Linked DNA regions of Ovis canadensis: region 2 is linked to region 1. A link is a contact called in public Hi-C data. All regions are on one chromosome and are shown on one strand. Each heading gives the region's core, a stretch centred on a gene start, on an enhancer-like site or on the middle of the called end of the contact. The rest is flanking DNA. Distances are from core to core; before and after follow the strand shown. Region 1 has its middle 11 kb from the start of CEP63. Region 2 holds the start of AMOTL2 (angiomotin like 2).

What was found. Hi-C and Micro-C count contacts between places; a contact is called where the count stands out from the background.
Region 2: a contact with region 1 is called in a Hi-C map of fibroblasts, with 4 times the contacts expected there. The contact joins the promoter of AMOTL2 here to the enhancer-like site in region 1. A contact is called at or near these places in 2 of 2 Hi-C or Micro-C datasets (fibroblasts and lung).

Annotation. Positions count from the first base shown.
Region 1 is chr1:257,983,875-257,988,239 of ARS-UI_OviCan_v2, reverse strand. No RefSeq gene overlaps it. Among named protein-coding and RNA genes, the nearest start is that of CEP63, 11 kb to the right of the region's middle. Within about 2 kb of position 2,014, the one cell type or tissue checked has open chromatin away from gene starts, as enhancers often do. A contact at or near this core is called in fibroblasts, where this site is marked.
Region 2 is chr1:258,079,828-258,084,192 of ARS-UI_OviCan_v2, reverse strand. AMOTL2 (angiomotin like 2) reads right to left here and starts at 1,957. Exons shown (of 10, transcript XM_069581067.1): 1 at 1,709-1,957.

The sequences.
Region 1 (4,365 bases), core at 765-3,264:
CCTGATGTGCTTTTTTTTTTTCTGCTCTGGGTTTTGAACCTAGGTCTTTCTGCCTCCAAAGTCTGTACTTTTAGCCACTATATTTTGCAGCAGCCTATATATGTTTTGCGTGTGTGCATGCTAAATCACTTCAGTTCAGTTCAGTTCAGTTCAGTCACTCAGTCATGTCCGACTCTTTGCGACCCCATGAACTGCAGCACGCCAGGCCTCCCTGTCCATCACCAACTCCCGGAGTTCACTCAGACTCATGTCCACCGAGTCCGTGATGCCATCCAGCCATCTCATCCTCTGTCGTCCCCTTCTCCTCCTGCCTCCAATCCCTCCCAGCATCAGAGTCTTTTCCAATGAGTCAACTCTTCGCATGAGGTGGCCAAAGTACTGGAGTTTCAGCTTTAGCATCATTCCTTCCAAAGAAATCCCAGGGCTGATCTCATTCAGAATGGACTGGTTGGATCTCCTTGCAGTCCAAGGGACTCTCAAGAGTCTTCTCCAAAACCACAATTCAAAAGCATCAATTCTTCAGCGCTCAGCTTTCCTCACAGTCCAACTCTCACATCCATACATGACCACTGGAAAAACCATAGCCTTGACTAGATGGACCTTTGTTGGCAAATAATGTCTCTGCTTTTGAATATGCTCTTTAGGTTGGTCATAACTTTCCTTCCAAGGAGTAAGCATCTTTTAATTTCATGGCTGCAATCACCATCTGCAGTGATTTTGGAGCCCCCCCAAATAAAGTCTCACACTGTTTCCACTGTTTCCCCATCTATTTCCCACTTCAGTCGTGTCCAATTTTGCGACCCTATGGAATGTAGCCTGCCAGGCTCCTTTGTCCACGGGATTCCCCAGGCAAAAATAGTGCAGTGGGTTGTATATATTTTACTTATATGTAATTTCACATAAGTAACTTTTATGTAAAATAAAACAAGATGTAAAGGTGATGTGGGTTCTATTAAAGGAATTTACAACATGAAAGAAGAAAGATAAGTCTAATGTATAGAGAAAGATATTTAGGTAAATAAGTCCAGTCTACCTGGAATCCTCCAGCTTGGCCTGGGGCTCATTTCTCTTATACTCCTGGAACCACTACTGCCTGTCCTCCAGGGCTAAGAACTTGGACTTGTGAGGACTGAATCTCCTAGAGGGCAGCCCCGGGTGAGCAGGAGCTGTGAATGGAGCAGAAAGAGTATCTTTCAACACCCACAGAGCCGTGAGAGTTGAGAGCGTGGGCGGGAGAAGAGCAGCTGGAAAAGCAAAGCCAGGAAGATGGGCCAGTATACAAAACGTATCTTTCTCTTTCTGACTTATATGGAATCTAGAAAGATGGTACTGATGAAATTATCTGCAGGGCAGTAACGGAGACACAGACATAGAGAACAGAATTATGGACATGGGTAGCGGGGAGGAAGGAGAGGGTGAAATGCATGGAAAGGGAGTAACAGGGAAACTTACATTACCATATGTAAAATAGATAGCCAATGGGAATTTGCTCTGTGACTCAGGGAACTCAAACATGGCCTTTGTGACAATCTGAAAGTCTGACAATCTGATGGGGTGAGATGGGGCGGGAGATGGGAGGGAGTTTTAAAAGGGAGGGGATATATGTATACCTATGGTTGTTGATCTTGTTGCTGTTTGGCAGAAGCCAACAAAATTCTGTAAAGCAATTATCTTAAATTAATAAAATAAAAAGATGGGCCAGGAGAGAAGGGCCTCACCAGGCACATCTGTCTGGGCTGCGCTGAGGGAGGATGAGGTGGGGGGGTGTCTTATTGGATGACAGATACAAGGATGTTCCCGCTAGTGACCTCCCTCTTCCTCAAGAAGTTCGGACAGTTAGACTGCCTGCCAGTTAAAGTGGATACCAATCTGCCAGCATGGCAAGGGGGTCGGGGGGAGGGCTTGAGACTCAGCTGACAGAGGAGGAGGCGGCACCAGGAGCGGTGCCTGGAGAGGGGCAGCAAGACCACGGCATGGGCGGAGGAAAACCCCCTTGTCCTTGGGTGGTGGCCACGATAAAGGGGAGCTGAGTCACAGGCTAGGCATGGAATCACGGGGATGGGTTTACACATCAACCTCTCTCACTTCCTTTCCAGTCATTTGGCTGTTTTCAAATTCTCCACCCTTTGCCAGATCCTTGCCTCCCTCATCAAGTCTGGTTTGTGTGCCTTGTGTATGCTGTGTCTTTGGGTGTATTCATGCACAGTTGGCTCTAGGAAAGAATATTAGCTAAAAACAGAGGAAACGGTGACTATTTTGACCTATAAAAATAGCTTTTTCATATGGCCCAACACAGAAGGTAAACTAAAGAAAAACCTGGGTAGAACCGTCCTGAAGGAATGCACGGACTGAAGTTCCCAGCTCTGCAGCTGTGCCCCTCCTCTTAGTCAGAGGCCCTTTTCTGAGCCAGCTGCACTGCTGAACTCAGGGCCACAGGGTACACATCCATGTAGCAGTTGGCTGAGCTCCAGATGAAATTTGGGCAAAAGCATACCTAGGATTGGGTGAACACCTCTCTTGAGGTTTGCTTAGCCGTCCACAAAACCACCTTGTTGCACCTTCAGCATTTCTCTACATACCCCTCACCCCAGGGGCCACTTTCAGGCAACAAGAATGACATAGGAGCTCAGGAAACACTTTCAGTAACGCATTGTAGACATAGGAGCTCAGGAAACACTTTCAGTAACGCATTGTACGATTTTGTGAGGAACCGGAATAACTTTCAGGACTCCATAGGAAGCCTGAAGGTTGGCCTCAGGTTTTCTCTTGCCTTTCCTGCCTGCTCTTCTATCACCCCTAAGGCCAATGCTCACGGTGTCTTAAATTGTCACTCCCAAGGTGAGGGCACCGTCCATCATGGAACCCCATAGATGGGTGCCAAGAACCAGCTACATAATTTCGGGAACCTAGAACAAAATGAAAACGTGAGCCGCTTGTTCAAAAATGATTAAAGTTTTCAAGACAGCCACGGTGGGGGCTTCTGCATGTGGGGCCGGTGCGTCTGCACAGGCTGTGTGCCCATGAAGCCAGTCCTGGTTGGTGCAGGTGCAGAGGTCAAGGCCAGGACGGGCACAGATGGGTGTCTTCTCAGGTGACCATGCAGTTGCCCTCGCCTGCCAGCCCCTAACTGCCCACCCCCCCCCCCGCCACTTTCCACAGGAGCCCACAGATGGGGGGAAGTGTGGCAAGGGACTGGGGGATGAATTTAACTGTGGGTCAAGCGGGGTTAAGTCAAGAAAGGAAACTTTGGGAAATAGTCTTTCTAGAGCCTAATGGTTCATTTTATGATGGTGAATAACATCTACAAATAACACAAAGAGCTGGAGAACAGCATAGTAAGGAGTCTCCAGGCCTGACTGTGAGTATGAGCTTGAGTCTCAGGTGGGCAAAATCCTGATTCTGGCTCTTTTTCACTGTAGCCCAAGTTCTGAACTGCCCACAATTTCCACGTGCCTTCTTGGATCCTTACAAAACGGGAGTGTGGAGCCCACTAGGTGAGCTGCCCAGGCCGCATATGGCTGGCCGAAATTCCAGGGATTCACAGAAACCCATACCCAGCACACTGGAACCCAGATATGCAGAATTACTCCCAAGCAAAACACCACATTTATTCATGACCTTGAGTTTAGAGTTTAAAGGTCCACCAGCAATTCAGACTTTCTTAAAGAAACTGAGTGCCCCCTGCTGGGGACCAGGTAGCATTGACATGAAGCTGTCAAAGCACCAAAATCTGAAAACTCATCTGAAGGGCTGAACCAGTGAACCAGTGAAGTTGCTCAGTCCTGTCCGACTCTTTGCGATCCCATGGACTGTAGACCATCAGGTTTCTCCATCCATGGAATTTTCCAGGCAAGAGTACTGGAGTGGGTTGCCATTTCCTTCTCCAAGGGATTTGACCTTGCATACAAAATTGTATAACAATATAACAATGATAACAATATAACTCATAATGGTAAAATTAAGAGTTACATGAATTATATATGGGTTTGGTAATAGGTTGTATTTGTAAATGTTTCATGACTCCTGTGCTTAGTAGCTCACTTGTGTTCAACTCTTTGCAACCCCATAAACTGTAGCCTGCCAGGCTCCTCTGTCCATGGGGATTCTCCAGACAAGAATATTGGAGTAGGTCGTCATGCTCTCCTCCAGGGGATCCACCCAACCCAGGGATTGGACCCAGGTCTCCCACACTGTCGGTGGGTTCTTAACCAGCTGAGCCACCAGGGAAGCCCACGAATACTGGAGTGGGTAGCCTATCCCTTCTCCGATCTTCCCAACCCAGGGGTCAACCCGTGGTCTCCTGCTTCATGACTCCTGGGATCTTAATAAAAATTATTTTTTCAGTTCTTTCTCTCAATTATAAAG
Region 2 (4,365 bases), core at 708-3,207, 96 kb before region 1:
AGAAAGGCTGGCACGGTGTCTCTGATTTTATGATCACCACCCCAGCCACACACACACTTGCTCCTTGGAAGCGCCTGCTGGTCCTCTAGGTACGAGGGGATGGGCACTCAGCATCTCTACATGGGTAAGACTGCTTGAGTTGACTGAAGGAGTGTGGGAGCTGCGGGCACCCGGGGCTGGTGACTCTGCAGGGAGATTGTCTCCTGAGGAAGGTGTTCCCTTCTGAGTCTGTGCTCCCAGTGGCCCATGGCCTGGAAGGCTGCCCGCCTCACCTGGATTCCTTTCCCCAGCCTTCTCCAACACAAACCTCCAAACTGGGATTCAGGGAAGACCAAACAAAACCCACACCTCCACAGGTCCTGTGTATATAGGAGGACAGTGGGAGGAATGTGGCCCCTCCTTTGCCACAGAGCTAGCCCCAATGCCCGGCTCCAGTTAGGGCTTGGCTGGCTGGCAGAGCAGCCATTCCCAACCCACTCCCTCCTCCCAGCTGCCCAGAACTGGGGAGAGATAGGTCTAGAGGACATCTCGGTGTTCAGACTTCCCCGGGACCACATCATCCCCCCTATCCCACCCCCTCCCCCCCCCACACACACATATACACACAGGGGGCACACACATATACGGGGCGCGCGCGCACACACACAGAAGATGCAAGACTCTAGAGTTACCCGAGGCAAAACAAACAGGAATCAATTCGCCCTAGCGTTTCATCCACGGGGCATTTCCTAAGTTAAACACTGTCTGGGCTGACTCCAGCCGAGGACCGGGGAATGCAGTTTTCCGGACAGATTCCAGCCCTCCTCCTCCCCCAACAGTGTGCCTGGGAGCAGGGAGCACTTCCCGCGCCTTTCATTCCTTGTTTGTCTCAGTCAGATCTCTCAGATGGACACAGCTAAGCTGTTACTAAAATCCGCGCCCGCGACCCGGATCGTGCACCCCTGCTGCGCTAGCGCGCTGGGCTCTCTGAAACACCCGCTTCGAAGCAACCACACAACTCCGGCCTTTACCTTGGCTCACTGTGGCCCAAGGAACCAAAGCGAGGGTCTTTAAGTCAGATCGCACCCCAGCCAGGGATCCCGCCCTACCCGGACTCCTGGCTGACCATGAGCACCCTGCGGCTGCCGCAGCGCCTGGAGCGGACGACGGTAGCCGCGGTCCGGAGAGGTCTTTAAGCGTCGTGGATCCGCCTCCCCCCTCCCTCCCGAGCCCTCTTTGTTTTCCAAATGCCCCAGCGCTGACGTCACCGGGCTGGACGGCAGGCTGCATTCTTTCTAAGTGAGAGCCAGACCGTGGCTCCGGAGAGGATTTTCCAAGGAAGACAAAGAGGAATTCTTGGGCTAGTTAGGGAGGAAAGACACCTGTAACCCCCACCCCCGAACCAAATTAGCCCCCGGGCCCTGCAACTTGAGCTCCAAGCGGCGCCTCCTTCCCAGATCCGTGCTCCCAGACACACACTCCTATCTGCCCACGGGCTGTCCCCTCCTTCAGCCCCAGCGGACCCCCGCCGCCTGCGAGAGCTCCCAGGGGACCTGCAAGGCGCCCCAGGACGGAGCTGCCCTTGCCCCGCCGGTTGCGGGCAAAGGCGCACCGCTCCTGGAGGACTCAGGGTCCGCTCGGCTTCTGCTCCCTCTCCCGGAAAAGGCTGGGCTGGAGCGCGTCTCTGCAGCCCCGTGCGCTCCCCAAAGCGCCAAGAGGCCTTGCTTACCGCTGCGGCCAGCGAGTGCTCCGAGCGGTCAAATCCGACGGCTCGGCCCGGCCCGGCTCAGCTCAGCTTGGCGGCGGAGGTGTGCTCTCGGCAGAGGCGCCGACGTTCTGGCGGCTTAGCCCCAGCGCGCAGCCCCAGGGTCGGCCCGCGCCGGAGGCGGCTGCTATGCCAGGAATGTGAGAGTTTCAGGTTCCCCCTCGGGATCAAAGCGAACCACAAATAACCTCGTAGCGCGCCGCCCTCCTCCTCTCTCCGCCTCCTCCAGCTCCCTCCTCCCCGCCCCCGCCTTCCTCCGGGAAGGCGGCGCTGTGGACCTGGCCGCCCCGGCCTCCTGGACTCTCTGCGCCCCTCCCCGGCCAGCGACCTCCGCTCTCCTTAGGAGCTGCTGGAATCCATCTAGGCCCCTTACCGCCCTCAGCCCCGTACCCGGCCTTCCTCTCACTCCTCCAGCTCCATCGGCTGGACGACACCGAGAATGTACGTGGCATGCCCTCGGGAGAGACCCTGGGTGTTGCTGCTGGACGTGGTTGGGGGTGAGAGGGGCTTGGTGTGTGTGCGTTGTACAGTGAGAGAAGACTGGAAAGATATCCATATCTGCCCGATCCAGACCGTGCCCCAAGCGAAGAGATGACTCTTGCTTCCAGCCGGGAGCCTCGCTGGTTGTCGCTGGCGGCAACCTTTGAATTGCACTTTTATTGTTTACAAACACCTTCACCAGCCCTTTCCGGATCTGTCTCCACAGGAAGTGTGAATCTGGGATGAAAAATCTTCCGGCTAATTTGACCCACTTTACCAGCTGAATCACCCGCCGCCAGGCGATCTGTCCAGCTCTTCCCAAAGAAGGCAGTAAGGGGCACCCCTTTACGGGTGCCAGCACCCGCTTACCGCCTGGTCATCCCGCCAACCTTCCAGTCATCTTGCCAGGGATTTTCTTTTTTTTATCATCCCTGTCTTATAAATGAGGAAACCAAGGCTCAGAGAGATTAATTAGCTTGCCAAGAGTCACACAGAGAGTAAGTGATGAAGCCAGGTAACCTGTGGGCTGCTCTGCTTCTCATTCCCAAAACTTTTCCACGGCCACCAGAATCCAGGTTACTGCGGTGGACAGGGCAGACTCTGGGAGCTCTCCTCTCTCCATCTGCTCTTTCTCTTTTTTGGTTTCTTCGCTTCCCTCCACACCCCTGTCAGCCAGGGGCCCTCTCTTAGGTCCACTGTTGTGCTCCTGCTCTTCCTTCTCTGGATGGAATTCTGTCCTCTGACCCTTCCTCCCCAGCCTTTGGCACTAGGCTGGTTCATCTGCACCGGTGGAAACCCCTTCTCCAGAAAGCCTGCTGTGCCAGACCCTCCCCACCTGCAGGCACTTCCCCAACTCTGTGTGCCATTCCTGGGCCCTGACCACATTGGGTCTCTCAACACCTCTATGTGTAAAGCCCAGGCCCCTGTCCACCCTGAGAATCAGGGCTGACTTTGACCCCCAGCCAGGTCTTCTCTGCCGCCCCTCACTGTGGAGGTTGCAATTGCCAGATCCGCTGGAGGGGATTGGGACTAGAAAACTTGATAAGTTCAAAGAGCTATTTACTAGCCAGGGACATTGTTAATTTTTAATAAAACTCTCCCCCAAAATGTGTGTGTGTGTTTGTGTGATTTACTTGGAAGCCAAATATTGTATCTCAAACACAAGAGTACCTTGTTTTAGTGTGCTATGTTTTATTGCACTTCATAGATTCTGCATTTTTCACAAATTGAAGGTTTGCGATACCATTTTTTTCCAGCAGCATTGCTCACACTGTGTGTCTGTGGGTAATTCCAGCAATAGTTCAACTTTTATTATGTTTGTTATGGTGATGTGTGATTTTTGGTATTGCTATTGCAAAAAGATTATGACTTGCTGAAGGCTCAGATGATGAGCAATAGAGTATTCTTTAATTAAGGTTTGTACATTGTTCAGTCCAGTTCAATTCAATTGCTCAGTCATGTCCGACTCTTTGCAACCTCATGGGCTGCAGCATGCCTGTCTTCCCTGTTTATCACCAACTCCTGGAGCTTGCTCAAACTCAAGTCCATCAAGTTGGTGATGCCATCCCACCATCTTTTCCTTTGTCGTCCCCTTCTCCTCCTGCCTTCACAGTCTTTCCCAGCATCAGGGTCTTTTCCAATGACTCCGTTCTTCACATCAGGTGGTCAAAGTATTGGAGTTTCAGCTTCAGCATCAGTCCTTCCAATGAATATTCAGGACTGATTTCCTTTAGGATGGACTGGTTGGATCTCTTTGCTGTCCAAGGGATTCTCAAGAGTCTTCTCCAACACCACAGTTCAAAAGCATCAACTCTTCGGTGCTCAGCTTTCTTTATAGTCCAACTCACACATCCATACGTGACTACTGGAAACACTATAGCTTTGACTAGACAGACCTTTGTTGGCAAAGTAATGTCTCTGTTTCTTTAATATGCTGTCTAGGTTTGTCATAACTTTTCTTCCAAGGAGCAAGCGTCTTTTAATTTCATGGCTGCAGTCACCATCTGCAGTGATTTTGGAGCCCAAGAAAATAAAGTCTCTCACTGTTTCCATTATTTCCTCATCAATTTGCCATGAAGTGATGGGACTGATTGCCATGATCTTAATTTTTTGAATGCTGAGTTTTAAGCCAGCCTTTTCAT